Regions from separate parts of the Mus musculus genome. Here regions 2 and 3 are each linked to region 1. A link is a contact called in public HiChIP or PLAC-seq and promoter capture Hi-C data. All regions are on one chromosome and are shown on one strand. Each heading gives the region's core, a stretch centred on a gene start, on an enhancer-like site or on the middle of the called end of the contact. The rest is flanking DNA. Distances are from core to core; before and after follow the strand shown. Region 1 holds the start of Skor1 (SKI family transcriptional corepressor 1). Region 2 overlaps Map2k5 (mitogen-activated protein kinase kinase 5). Region 3 overlaps Map2k5 (mitogen-activated protein kinase kinase 5).

Region 1 (3,672 bases), core at 657-3,156:
CTTGCCCGGCTCCAGCCGCCCGCACGGTGAGTACCTGCGATCGCGAGCCCACAGCCCCCGCGCCGGCCGCCGCAGCGCTTCTTTCGTTGACTTCTCCTTTAGACTCTGTGGCGGTTGTTTCCTATCCTAACAAACGACTCCACAGCCTCGCTGCCACCGCTGCCCACCTCCCGCCTGCTTAACCTCGCTAGGCTCGCCCCTCGAGCCACAGGAGCGGGCCAGGGGGTCCCCATGCCGCCCTGAGCACTGCTCCTTGTCCCTGAGTGCGGCCCTTCGTTGGTGCTTTCTTCTTTGGCCCTCGAAATGCTGTTTCCTTCCTAGGGTCCCTCACTTCTCCGGGCTCCAAGGCCAAAAGCCCTTTGGGAAAACCCCTTGGGGACTCAGGAGCCCCAGCTTCAGGTGGACGCTCCAGGCTCAGGGTGTCCTCTTCACTCTATGCGGGCCCGGTACATTTGCCCAGAAATCCCAGAAGCCATCGTCATTTCCCACAGCTGCGGGCCCCCTTAGCCACCTCCTCAGCCTGTGTGAGAGCCGTCCCTGGGACACCTAGCTCGCCTTGTTGACCCCTCAGCCAGGGAGTTAGCACAGTAGTTTGCTTGCCTCCTAAAATGTTACTGGGGATTTCAGTGACAAGGGAGGATCAACTTGCCTCAGTTTGACTGGAAGAGATGAAACAGATAATAAATAGGTTGATACTTGAACAAGATACAAGATAGATGGGAGAAAGAGCGGTGAGCTGGCAGCGACAGACAGCTCAGGGACAGATAAGATCGACAAATAAGTATCTAAGCAAACAGAGGGAGGGAAAGATACCTGCAGACCAAAGATGCCAGGTTCTTAGCTTTGGAATTCGGATCCCTGTTAGAGTGAAGCTACCCCTCTGAAATGGATTTGCTTTTCCAGCCAAGTTCGGAGGAGGGAGTCCTAGGGACTAGATTGGCGGCAAGAGCGCCTGCCGCCCAGCATTGGGTCCATGGAGCCCTGAGTGTCTGAAGACACGTGAGGTGACTGGGCGACCTAGAAGGCCCTAAACATCAATTCCTGGGTCCTCCACCAGGCTAGACTGTGGATACAGCTTCCTCTCTGCCTTCTCCAGAGATCAAAGCGAGGGACCAGCAGCAACTTTTTAGTGCTTGGAGTTTTACAGTGGCTTCCAAGAGTGGCCAAGATTCCTTCTAGCCCATCTGAGCTGATGTCGGGGCATGAAGGATACTCAAAGAGGAGTCACCCCCACAAAAGGAGCAGCCCAGAGCCTGGGGAGCCTGTGTTGGGTCTGAGTAAGAAAAGCTGTGTGGAAGAGGACAGAAAGCTCAGGGGCATGTTTCCAAAGCTAAAAAGTGACTCCAGAGAAACGCCTGTGAGAACCTCTCTGTCCCAAGCGCTGACAAGAGGGGAGCCGGCTTTAGTCTGGAATGCAGCTAAAAAATGCAGAAAATGTGGTTAGAGACTGCGTGATCCCGGCCTAACTGATGGCTGGCAAGAAAGCGTTTTGTAAACCCAGCTGGACTCTTTCTGCTCAAGGAACACCGGGCTCAAGGAGTCAGAAGAGAAGTACAGGTTTGTGCAAACCGGTACTGTTGTCCCTGGAAGCCGGTCACCACGAAGATAGGTGCATTGGGGGCCACCCGAGGTCGTGGTGCACGCGACAAGCTTTGGAAAGGGTAGGGTTCAGCACCGCGAACAGCAGTGGCCTCCTCCTCTTCCTTCTATCCTCCTCCTTCAACCTCCATCCCTCCCCCTTCTCCCTGCCCCCACCCCTACATCCTGCAGTTTGTGATGGGCAGTGAGTGCCCCTCCTTCGCCTCCCCACCTCTCCCTTCACTGCCCCCGCCCGCACGCGTGCATGCGCGACTGAGCAGAGGGGCCGCTGGTCCCTGAAGTCCGGGCTTCAGGACCCTGGCGGGCAGGGCGAGCTGTGAGGTAGCTGAAGGCACGCAAACCTGAGTGCCGGCTGGAAAGCCTGGATTTGGCTATGGCATTGCTGTGTGGCCTTGGGCAAGTCACTCTCCGTCTCTGGGTCCCACTTCCTTTCCAATCTGAAAACAGGATTGGTTTCCTGGCAGCCGGGGCTTTCCTGAGGTTTCGATTTTCCCTTTTCCTCCCTTAGCCCCCCGGGTGCTTTTGTTTCAGCTCAGAAGCTGGTCTGAATAACAAAAGGGGCCAGTCCGTGGGACGAATGAGCTTGAGCTCCCCACTGCCAAGTAACCCCCTCGCACCCCACACGTTGCGCCCCGCTGGGCGGGCCTGAACCTAGGTAGCGGCGCTAAAAAAATGGCTCATCTGCTCTCTGCTCTCTCTGTTTCGCAGGAGCGGCGGCATGGAGGCTCTCACCACTCAGCTGGGGCCGGGACGCGAGGGCAGCTCCTCTCCCAACTCCAAGCAAGAGCTGCAGCCCTACTCGGGATCCAGCGCCCTTAAACCCAACCAGGTGGGCGAGACGTCGCTGTACGGGGTACCCATCGTGTCGCTGGTCATTGATGGGCAGGAGCGCCTGTGCCTAGCCCAGATCTCCAACACCCTGCTCAAAAACTACAGCTACAATGAGATCCACAACCGCCGCGTGGCCCTGGGCATCACATGCGTGCAATGCACGCCGGTGCAGCTGGAGATACTGCGTCGGGCCGGGGCCATGCCCATCTCCTCTCGCCGCTGTGGTATGATCACAAAACGAGAGGCCGAACGCCTGTGCAAGTCGTTCCTGGGCGAGCACAAGCCCCCCAAACTGCCTGAGAACTTCGCCTTTGACGTGGTGCACGAGTGCGCATGGGGCTCTCGGGGCAGCTTCATCCCTGCCCGTTACAACAGCTCTCGTGCTAAGTGCATCAAGTGCGGCTACTGCAGTATGTATTTCTCTCCCAACAAGTTCATCTTCCATTCGCACCGCACACCCGACGCCAAGTACACTCAGCCCGACGCCGCCAACTTTAACTCGTGGCGTCGGCACCTCAAACTCAGTGACAAGTCGGCCACCGACGAACTGAGCCACGCTTGGGAGGACGTCAAGGCTATGTTTAATGGCGGTACGCGCAAGCGGACCTTCTCCCTGCAAGGGGGCGGCGGAGGCGGCGCTAATAGCGGGTCTGGTGGTGCAGGGAAGGGCGGCGCTGGTGGCGGTGGCGGTCCAGGGTGCGGCTCAGAGATGGCCCCAGGCCCACCGCCCCACAAAAGTCTGCGCTGCGGTGAAGACGAGGCGGCTGGGCCTCCCGGGCCACCTCCACCGCATCCGCAGCGCGCACTTGGCCTGGCGGCGGCAGCTAGTGGCCCTGCAGGACCTGGAGGACCTGGGGGCAGCGCAGGGGTTCGCAGCTACCCGGTGATTCCAGTGCCCAGCAAAGGTTTTGGCCTCTTGCAAAAGCTGCCCCCGCCTCTTTTCCCGCATCCTTACGGTTTCCCCACAGCATTCGGCCTATGTCCCAAAAAGGACGACCCAGTGTTGGTCGCCGGAGAACCCAAGGGAGGCCCTGGCACCGGGAGCAGTGGGGGCGCTGGCACCGCCGCGGGTGCGGGTGGCCCGGGAGCTGGCCACTTGCCCCCAGGAGCAGGGCCCGGCCCTGGTGGCGGCACAATGTTCTGGGGACATCAACCTTCCGGCGCAGCCAAGGACGCAGCGGCGGTAGCTGCCGCAGCTGCCGCCGCCACTGTATACCCGACGTTTCCCATGTTCTGGCCAGC
Region 2 (3,672 bases), core at 665-3,164, 160 kb before region 1:
GACACCTCAGATGGAGTATTTGCTATTCAGTTTTGAGGTCTCAAGTAAAATAACTGTGGCAGGGTAGTAAACAAGGACCTTCACATTCGCCCATGTTGACTTCCCGCAATTGTGAGCAGGGTTGCAGGACGGATTTTAGCCATCCCCCACTTCCCTCGCTTCCCCACACTCATTTTATCTAGTATAAGACAGTTCTTGGGTTTGTAATGAAAGCGGGTTGATATTTCTGTCATAAGGGACATATTGCATCTGGCACTACAGGGAAGGGAATAAATGGCTCACTTTTCAGAGGTGCATTTACTCTTTGACCCACTAGGGTACTATTTAGTGTTCTAGAAGAGGTAATTTAGTAAATTGCACCCCAGTGGCCTGGAAAAGTTAATGCAACCCTGAAAAGTGAGCCATTCGATCGATTTCTCCTATTGCTTTTTAAAAATCAGCACCAACCATATCCAGGGTGCCCGGGCGACTGTTGGAAAAGTGCTCTAGAAGCAGCCAGTTCACACTCATGTAGAGCTTGGTCTGGCTTCAGAGGGCCCAGATCCACTTCCTACTCTGGTGTTTATCAAACAGAAATGTGAAGCTTCCATTCTTGACTCCTTGACCGTAGACTGACTGACGAAGACACCTCCCTGACAGATTTTCATGCAATAGCAAATAGCCTCTCTGTATAAAAATATTTCCTAACCAGGTTTCTCTCTCGTGCTCCCCACTCCCAGCTCCTAGTGCCAGCAGACCTGGCTGCTCTCAGCCTTGGTCAGGGAAGCTTAGTTTCCAAGTGGACAGCAGATAATGGAGAGATGCATGACTGACCAGAGTCCTAAGAATGAGAGACTGGCCGAGTGCTCAGCCCAGACTTGGACTCCTATCTCTCAGAACATGGGAGGAGCGACATGAAGTGCTGGCTTCTGGGCCTGGCATGGCCATTGTGATCGTCACTCACAGCAGCTGTGGTCACTAGCACCTGATCAAGCCAGCAAAACCTCTGGCCTGAATGGGGCAGGGTAGGCGGTCTCCAGGCATACTGAGGGGCTACTGGCAGGAGCGTGCTGCTCCTTCTTTTTGGAGGATGTATTCACCAATAGGCTTTAGTGGTCGGCACTGCACCCAGGCACATAAAGGCAGCAAAGTTAACTGGACTTTGTGGGTTATTTAAAACAAAGGACATGAAGATTAAAGGTGGGAAATGGGAGTACATATGGTCATACTCATATATATGTATGATGTTCTCAAAACAAGGAAAACTTGAAAGATTCTTAACACACATGTTATAAACCATACACAGCTGATGGTTTGGACTCTGTAAGGAACTTTGAGTCGCTTCTAACCCATACTCAAGGCATGTCCAGGAGAGAGGTCCCGAGCTGGTTAACCCTCAGCTGTTCCTGTTTCTCCCACTTGTATTGCTCAGCCACTCAACCTCCTTCTGGGCGTGTTGTTTCTCGCCTCCCTGCTTTGTTCATTGCCTTCTCTCAGAACCTTTGATCGAGAGTTCACTGTGACGGGAGCTTCCGCTATCTCAAAGGTATTTAGGCCATATATTAAAAGACATTACTCTAGTTAATGTGGAAAGTGTTAAAGGCTGGAAGGAGCTGCTTCAACTTACAGAAGAAATATGGACGCCTAACCACATTAACTTCACAGGAGGTATGAGAGGAAGAGGGGGCATCTCAGCCAACTAAACAGAGGAGCCAACATGAAGCTGTTTCCCCTTTCTATGACTGGGTCTTTTTAACCCAGCCAAGTTGCCCGTGTCTTAGATTGGGTTGATTTATGAGGCCTATATTTGGTCTGGTACATAAGCAGCTGCAGGGTGTTGCTTAACTCCTTTGACAGTCGGCAGTCAGGCTTCTGTAGTGGACTTCTAGGCAGAAGGAAGGTCGGCCTGGCCCATGATTTGAAGCTTCTCTACAGCTGCCTTTGACTTTGGATTTTGTGTTGTAACAGCCAGCACTTGGCTAATGTGTTTATCTATTATGGAAGGCAACGACTGTCAGCGTGCATTTCCCTGACAGTTGGATTCCTTTTCTCTCCTTGTGAATGGCTGTGGCTATTTCAGTGTGTGACAGAACTCCTCAAACTTCTCCAGCTGACTGTTACTCCCCTCTTCCAAAGATAAGATCCAAGCATTAAGGCAACATTTTCATTGGCTGTTCCCACGAGCTGTTTTGCATATGGTTGCGGGAGATGTCATTGCAATTCAAAGATGACTTAAGAGAGTACACTTAATAATTGACTCTGAATTGGCTGCTTCTTAACTTTCTGTGCTGCTAAGAATAAAGAGTTTCCTAAATAAACTGGATTACTAAGGAATGCACTGGTTTGTCTTCCTCCAATCAACCGTTCTGTCAATTCTCCTATGTTTTCTCTCTGAGCTTAACTTCTGGCATCCAGCCCTGAGCTAGTGTGTGTCCTGGGAGGCGCTGGGACTGAGGAAAGGAAGGCAGATATTCAGGATACGCATTGCCTGAAGAACAGAGAATCTGCTTTATTGTTCTGGAGAGCCGCCTCTGTCTCTGCAGCCTGTTAACACTGCAGCTGGCCTTGTAATCTGTACATATTTTTAAATAAGCTTTTTCTCTTTCCAGTCCCCCACCTGTCTGCCCTCTGAGACCCAGGAAGCAAAATGAGTACCTTCTCCTGCTTCCTAACGCTTCCCCATTTGCTTCCTGTTCTCTGCCAATGGCCGGGGGATTTTCTTGGTTCAGGAGAAATTTCCACCAATTGATGGCTATCTCTAAATAATTCACAGGATGATCCTCCTGCTTTTCACTAACTCTGCAGGATGCTGTGTGAGAAGCAGAACTCCTGTTGGTTTATGAAAGAAGCAGCCCCGCCCTCACAGAACAGTGACAGTACAGTCATTCAGGTGTCTCCTGTCACTGTGACTTGGTCTATGCATGGGATTACTCTTGAGGGCTTTCTCCAAGACAGGAGGAAAAAAATCGATGCAGAGGTGTTTTCATGCTCATTTTTGTTGAATATTTGCTGATTGATTGATGTTTATAGTGTATGTGAGTCATGCTCAAATACAACGTGTTGTTATCAGGTTGTGGGTCACCCTGTCTTAAACTTCCTCTGGTCACCAGAGGAGCTAGATGCTCTCCAGAATAAATCATCTTTGCGTATGAGTTAAAGTAACTTTATTGGACTTACGTTCAGAAACTCACATGCAGGAAGTGCTGTAGAACTCAGATGTCTGCTTTAATTGTGTGAGCCTGCATGGGATTGAGAAACGCATGTTCGGCTTGGGGCTATTTATTTTGTAACTAGAAATCAGCTGGGACAACTCACATTTTTGTGATTCTTGTAGAATGTGAAATTTTAAGCATAAATAATTTCAGTAAACACTGTAAGATGGGTGCGATGCGCACTTGCATGGCAGGCCAGATGCAGGACTGTGAACACAGGTTGCTTCTCCTTCTGTCCTGGGGGATGCAGGACTTTTCAACATTTTGTTTTCAAACTTTTCTTCTCCTCACTTAAAGATTATTGGAGAATTTTAAAAAATATCTTTTATTTGTGTGAATGTTTTGCCTGAATGTGTCTCTGTGTACCACAAGTATGCCTGGTGTCTAAAGAGGCCAGAAGAGGGTACCAAATTCCCTGAAACTGGAGTTACAGGCAATTTTGAGTGTCGGGAACTGAACCTGGGTCCTCTGGAAGAGCAGG
Region 3 (3,672 bases), core at 364-2,863, 130 kb before region 1:
AACCTTGAAATTATTATGAGATCCTATTCATGTGCTATGAGTAAAGCATGCTTTTCATGTAACAACAACTTTTGTATAAGCTTTGAAGATTTATTTATCATTTGTTTAGTGGTACTAGGTAGGGATTGAACTTAGGGCCTCCTATATGCAGCCAAACCCTTTATCAGTGAGCTACATGTACAGATGTAGATGAAAAGATCTTAATGGCAATTCCTGATTAAAATTTCCACATAGACAGTAGTAATTGCAACCTCTATAGTTAGGGCCTTATTCATTTAACCATTTTTCTTGACTCTGGCAGTTAAAGGGAAGATGCAGGTGAAATTGGTGCAGTGGAACTCACCCATTTTCTCTCTGACCTGCACTCTGATGCTATCTGTGCACTTCCTGCACGCGCATGCTCTGTGCCGCAACACTCTGATGCTATCTGTGCACTTCCTGCACGCGCATGCTCTGTGCCGCAAGTGGGCCTTGTATGCTTCTCTCAGTGCTTTCTATTAGAGAAAGAATAAGAAAGCTTTCGACAGTAATTACAAGCCTTTTAAGATTATTTTTAACTTTTATTTTAAACTTAACAGAAAAGTTGTGAGAGTCACATCAGGGCTCTCACAGAGCCTACACCAGAGTCCTCTGAGGAACAGTTGGACACATCTGACTGAAATGCAGCTTTAGCTTGGTCCAGTGCTTTTTTCTCTTTTCCTCACATCAGTTAAGTTTGCCGTTCAAGGCTTGGCGTCTTGATCAGGTGCTCCTCACTGCTGTTGGAAAGGAGATTTCTGTTTTACCCAATTCCTTTCATGAGTCAGTTTCTTTAACGGTCTTCATCTAGACATGTAGGTGATTGGTACAGCACCTCCTGCACACATACAAGGCCCTCTGTTTATTCTTCAGCATTACCAAAAAATACAAGCAAAGTTTCTTCTTTCATCCTAAATAACATGATTTTTAAAAAACGTACCCAGGGGCTGTCTCCAGATGGCTCAGCAGTTAAAAGCACTCGCTGCTCTTGCAGAGAAGCCAGGTTTAATTCACAGTTCCCACACGGCAGCACACAACTGTCCATAGCTTCAGTTCTGAAGATCTGACGCCCTCTTCTGGTCTCCATGGACACTAAGCACACACATAGTGCACATACATTCATGCAGGCAAACACCCACACTCAGAAAATACAAACAAAATCATTTTTTTAAAAAAATGATTTAGGAATATTGAAAATTTTCTTAAGAAGTCTTTGTCCCTCTCTTCTGACCTTCTAACCTGCCTATCCACCACTGGGGATGACGCATGTGGCCTTCCTGGTGGTTCTGTGACTCATGCTCATCTCTTTCCTGTGACACACCCCATCTTCTGGTGCAGTAAAATCACCAGCAACGAATGTGGAGCTCTGCAGTTGGTGTCCCTGAGAGCCTGGCACAGACAGGAAGTATTCAAGAGCTACTTTTAGTTTGACAGTAATTTAAAGAACAATTTGTGGTTGATTTATTTAACTGTGGAGCATTCCCTATAATATCCATAATTGTACTGTTTTTTTTTTCCCTTTCACAATTCTAGGTTGTTAAAGGCCTTACCTATCTGTGGAGTTTAAAGATTTTACACAGAGGTATGTTCTGGGTTACACAAATGAACTTAATGTAGGGATGGGGGAGGCTCTGCAGTTACCTTGGTTTAAAAAAAAAGTGATGTAAATCTTACTTTTCTTATTTTCTCCCTCTTGTATACATATTTTCTATTTTTTTTCAGTACAAACTAGGGAATTATATTTTTATGAGCCACATTTTTCAAGCATTGAAACATATGTGATACTATTTAAAAATAGCTCTATATTATTTAACTATAGTTACAGCCCTCTCCTCGGAGCACTTCAGATGTCTCTCTGAAGAGTTCGTGTCCTGTTCCCAGGAAATGAAACTTTAATTAACGAATCAGAATGGCTGCTAGTTCTGGTGACATGGAAGAAAATGATCTGATAGCTGTTGCATGTCACAAGGAACCTCCTTTCGTTTGTTTGGTGTTCCAAAAATGTCTGAATTCATTTAAAGCAAATTACGAAAACAGAAAGATATGGTAACAAAACCAAACCACACATCTAACTTAGTCCACATCTGCTCCTCCTAGCTTTGTGTATTCTGGGGGGTGCAGCAGTGTACAATTAATTAGATGTGATTAAAGGAAAGGGTTTTTAAAAATTTGGTTTTAGTTTTCATATTTTTTTTCCCTAAGAAAGGACTAAACCTTTTGTGGGGAACTCACCCTGTTCTCAGTTGCAGTCCCCTACCTAGCACTATGGCCTCTGGTCTTTGTATACTCTCAATAGCCCAAAACTTCTTCAACCTTTTTAAAGAGAATATCTGCATTAAACAGAATATCTGCATATGGGGAAAGCATAGTATTCAGTTTTTGCAGACATCCATGCTGACTGACCCCAGTTCCCTGCCTCCTTAAAGCCACTGTGGAAATGCTACCAGAGCGGTGGGGCGGGAGCGTAGGCCCGGCTGGGTCAGTATCCGTGTATGTACACATCTGTGAGTAACAGAAGGAGACACCTTAACCTGCTGGGCTGAGCTGCTCCCTCTTCCCTGCCGTGCACTTCTGCCTTATGTGCCACCCAGGAAGCCGGTACAGCCAGTGCCCAGAACCTGGCATTTGCTGCCTTTTACACTGCTGTTCGTTTGCATGGAATCTAAGTCATTGCTCAAGAGCAAAACCTCCATTAAAAGGACAGCACTGTGTAAATGGCAGTGTTGTTATAAACTGAAACTTAAGGTTGTTCTGTACTCTCGGCAAGCTGGGTTATTCTGGACCAATGACTTGTCTAAGCCATAACTGTAAAAAATGTGGTCACTCTGAGAAGTCTGGTGGGTAGGGAAGTGTGCTTCAGTTATTCCAAAGTTGTCTTTTCTTTTCCTCTTTAAAGTGACAAATGATGCTGACAAGACGCTATACCTCTAGAATCCCCATTTGTTTGGTTATTTGGAGTTACTCCCACTGTTTGTGAGAAATAGCCAGAGTTTTGTTTGTTTATTTGTCCAAATAATACCTCATGAGATATGTTTCAGACAGATCTGTGGAGATCAGAAAATAACGCGTAGGGCCAGTTTGCCAAGACAGTCCTGTGGTCATTGTAGGCAGGCACAGTTACCAGAGCCCTAGAGGTGAGTGCACCCTTCTTCCCTGGCCATTTGGAACTTGGGCTCAGAAAGACCTTTTGTTATGTGGTAGACAACACAGGTTTCCAAAAAGAATCCTGAGTCTTTTTTCAGTTTTTTTTTGGGGGGGTGGGGGGTGGGGAGTGGGGTGGGAGGCACTCAACACCCAGAGTAAGTCTGCTGTGGAATATTTCTGTGGGAGGGGTCTGAGAGCAGTGAGGAGGAGTTGCCACAAGCCCTCTTTAGGGACTTCAGTTTTAAGTATGAATCGGGGAAGGAATGTGCATCTCATCTGCCTGGGTAGGAAGGTGACTGGATTATAGTGCAAATGAGTGTGTGTGTGTGTGTGTGTGTGTGTGTGTGTGTGTGTGTGTGTGTATGTATGTGTGTATACATACATATATATACATATACATATGTGTGATATGTGTGTGTATATATATGTGTGTGTGTGTGTGTGTGTGTGTGTGTGTGTGTGTATTTTCACTGGTAATGGGCACTCAGCTCTCAAAAAGAGTGTGCTATA

The links. Promoter capture Hi-C pulls out the DNA fragments that hold promoters and counts their contacts. HiChIP or PLAC-seq counts read pairs in DNA pulled down with a chosen protein or histone mark.
Region 2: a contact with region 1 is called in a promoter capture Hi-C map of hematopoietic stem and progenitor cells, with 2.4 times the contacts expected there. The contact joins the enhancer-like site here to the promoter of Skor1 in region 1. A contact is called at or near these places in 19 of 39 promoter capture datasets (the 3T3-L1 cell line, 3T3-L1-derived adipocytes, the C10 cell line and 12 more), 27 of 484 Hi-C or Micro-C datasets (the BV-2 cell line, the C10 cell line, the G1E-ER4 cell line and 16 more), 14 of 115 datasets of contacts at active chromatin or transcription factors (T-cell acute lymphoblastic leukemia, acute myeloid leukemia, astrocytes and 7 more) and 2 of 9 other capture datasets (adipose tissue and macrophages).
Region 3: an HNF4G HiChIP or PLAC-seq map of pancreatic cancer cells shows a contact between it and region 1, with 2.2 times the contacts expected there. The contact joins the enhancer-like site here to the promoter of Skor1 in region 1. A contact is called at or near these places in 11 of 39 promoter capture datasets (the 3T3-L1 cell line, 3T3-L1-derived adipocytes, hippocampal neurons and 6 more), 2 of 484 Hi-C or Micro-C datasets (brown adipocytes and group 2 innate lymphoid cells), 4 of 115 datasets of contacts at active chromatin or transcription factors (embryonic hindbrain, embryonic midbrain, neural tube and 1 more) and 2 of 9 other capture datasets (adipose tissue and embryonic stem cells).

Annotation. Positions count from the first base shown.
Region 1 is chr9:63,145,214-63,148,885 of GRCm38.p6, reverse strand. Skor1 (SKI family transcriptional corepressor 1) reads left to right here and starts at 1,906. Exons shown (of 9, transcript NM_172446.3): 1 at 1,906-2,079; 2 at 2,308-3,672. The coding sequence starts at 1,973.
Region 2 is chr9:63,307,398-63,311,069 of GRCm38.p6, reverse strand. All of the region lies in intron 8 of Map2k5 (mitogen-activated protein kinase kinase 5), which reads left to right. Among named protein-coding and RNA genes, the nearest start is that of Gm39355, 16 kb to the right of the region's middle. Within about 2 kb of position 1,914, at least 32 of the 459 cell types and tissues checked have an H3K27ac peak or open chromatin away from gene starts, as enhancers often do. A contact at or near this core is called in acute myeloid leukemia, hematopoietic stem and progenitor cells, muscle stem cells and 2 more, where this site is marked.
Region 3 is chr9:63,278,947-63,282,618 of GRCm38.p6, reverse strand. It overlaps Map2k5 (mitogen-activated protein kinase kinase 5), which reads left to right. Exons shown (of 22, transcript NM_011840.3): 13 at 1,552-1,600. Among named protein-coding and RNA genes, the nearest start is that of Gm39355, 12 kb to the left of the region's middle. Within about 2 kb of position 1,613, at least 51 of the 459 cell types and tissues checked have an H3K27ac peak or open chromatin away from gene starts, as enhancers often do. A contact at or near this core is called in group 2 innate lymphoid cells and pancreatic cancer cells, where this site is marked.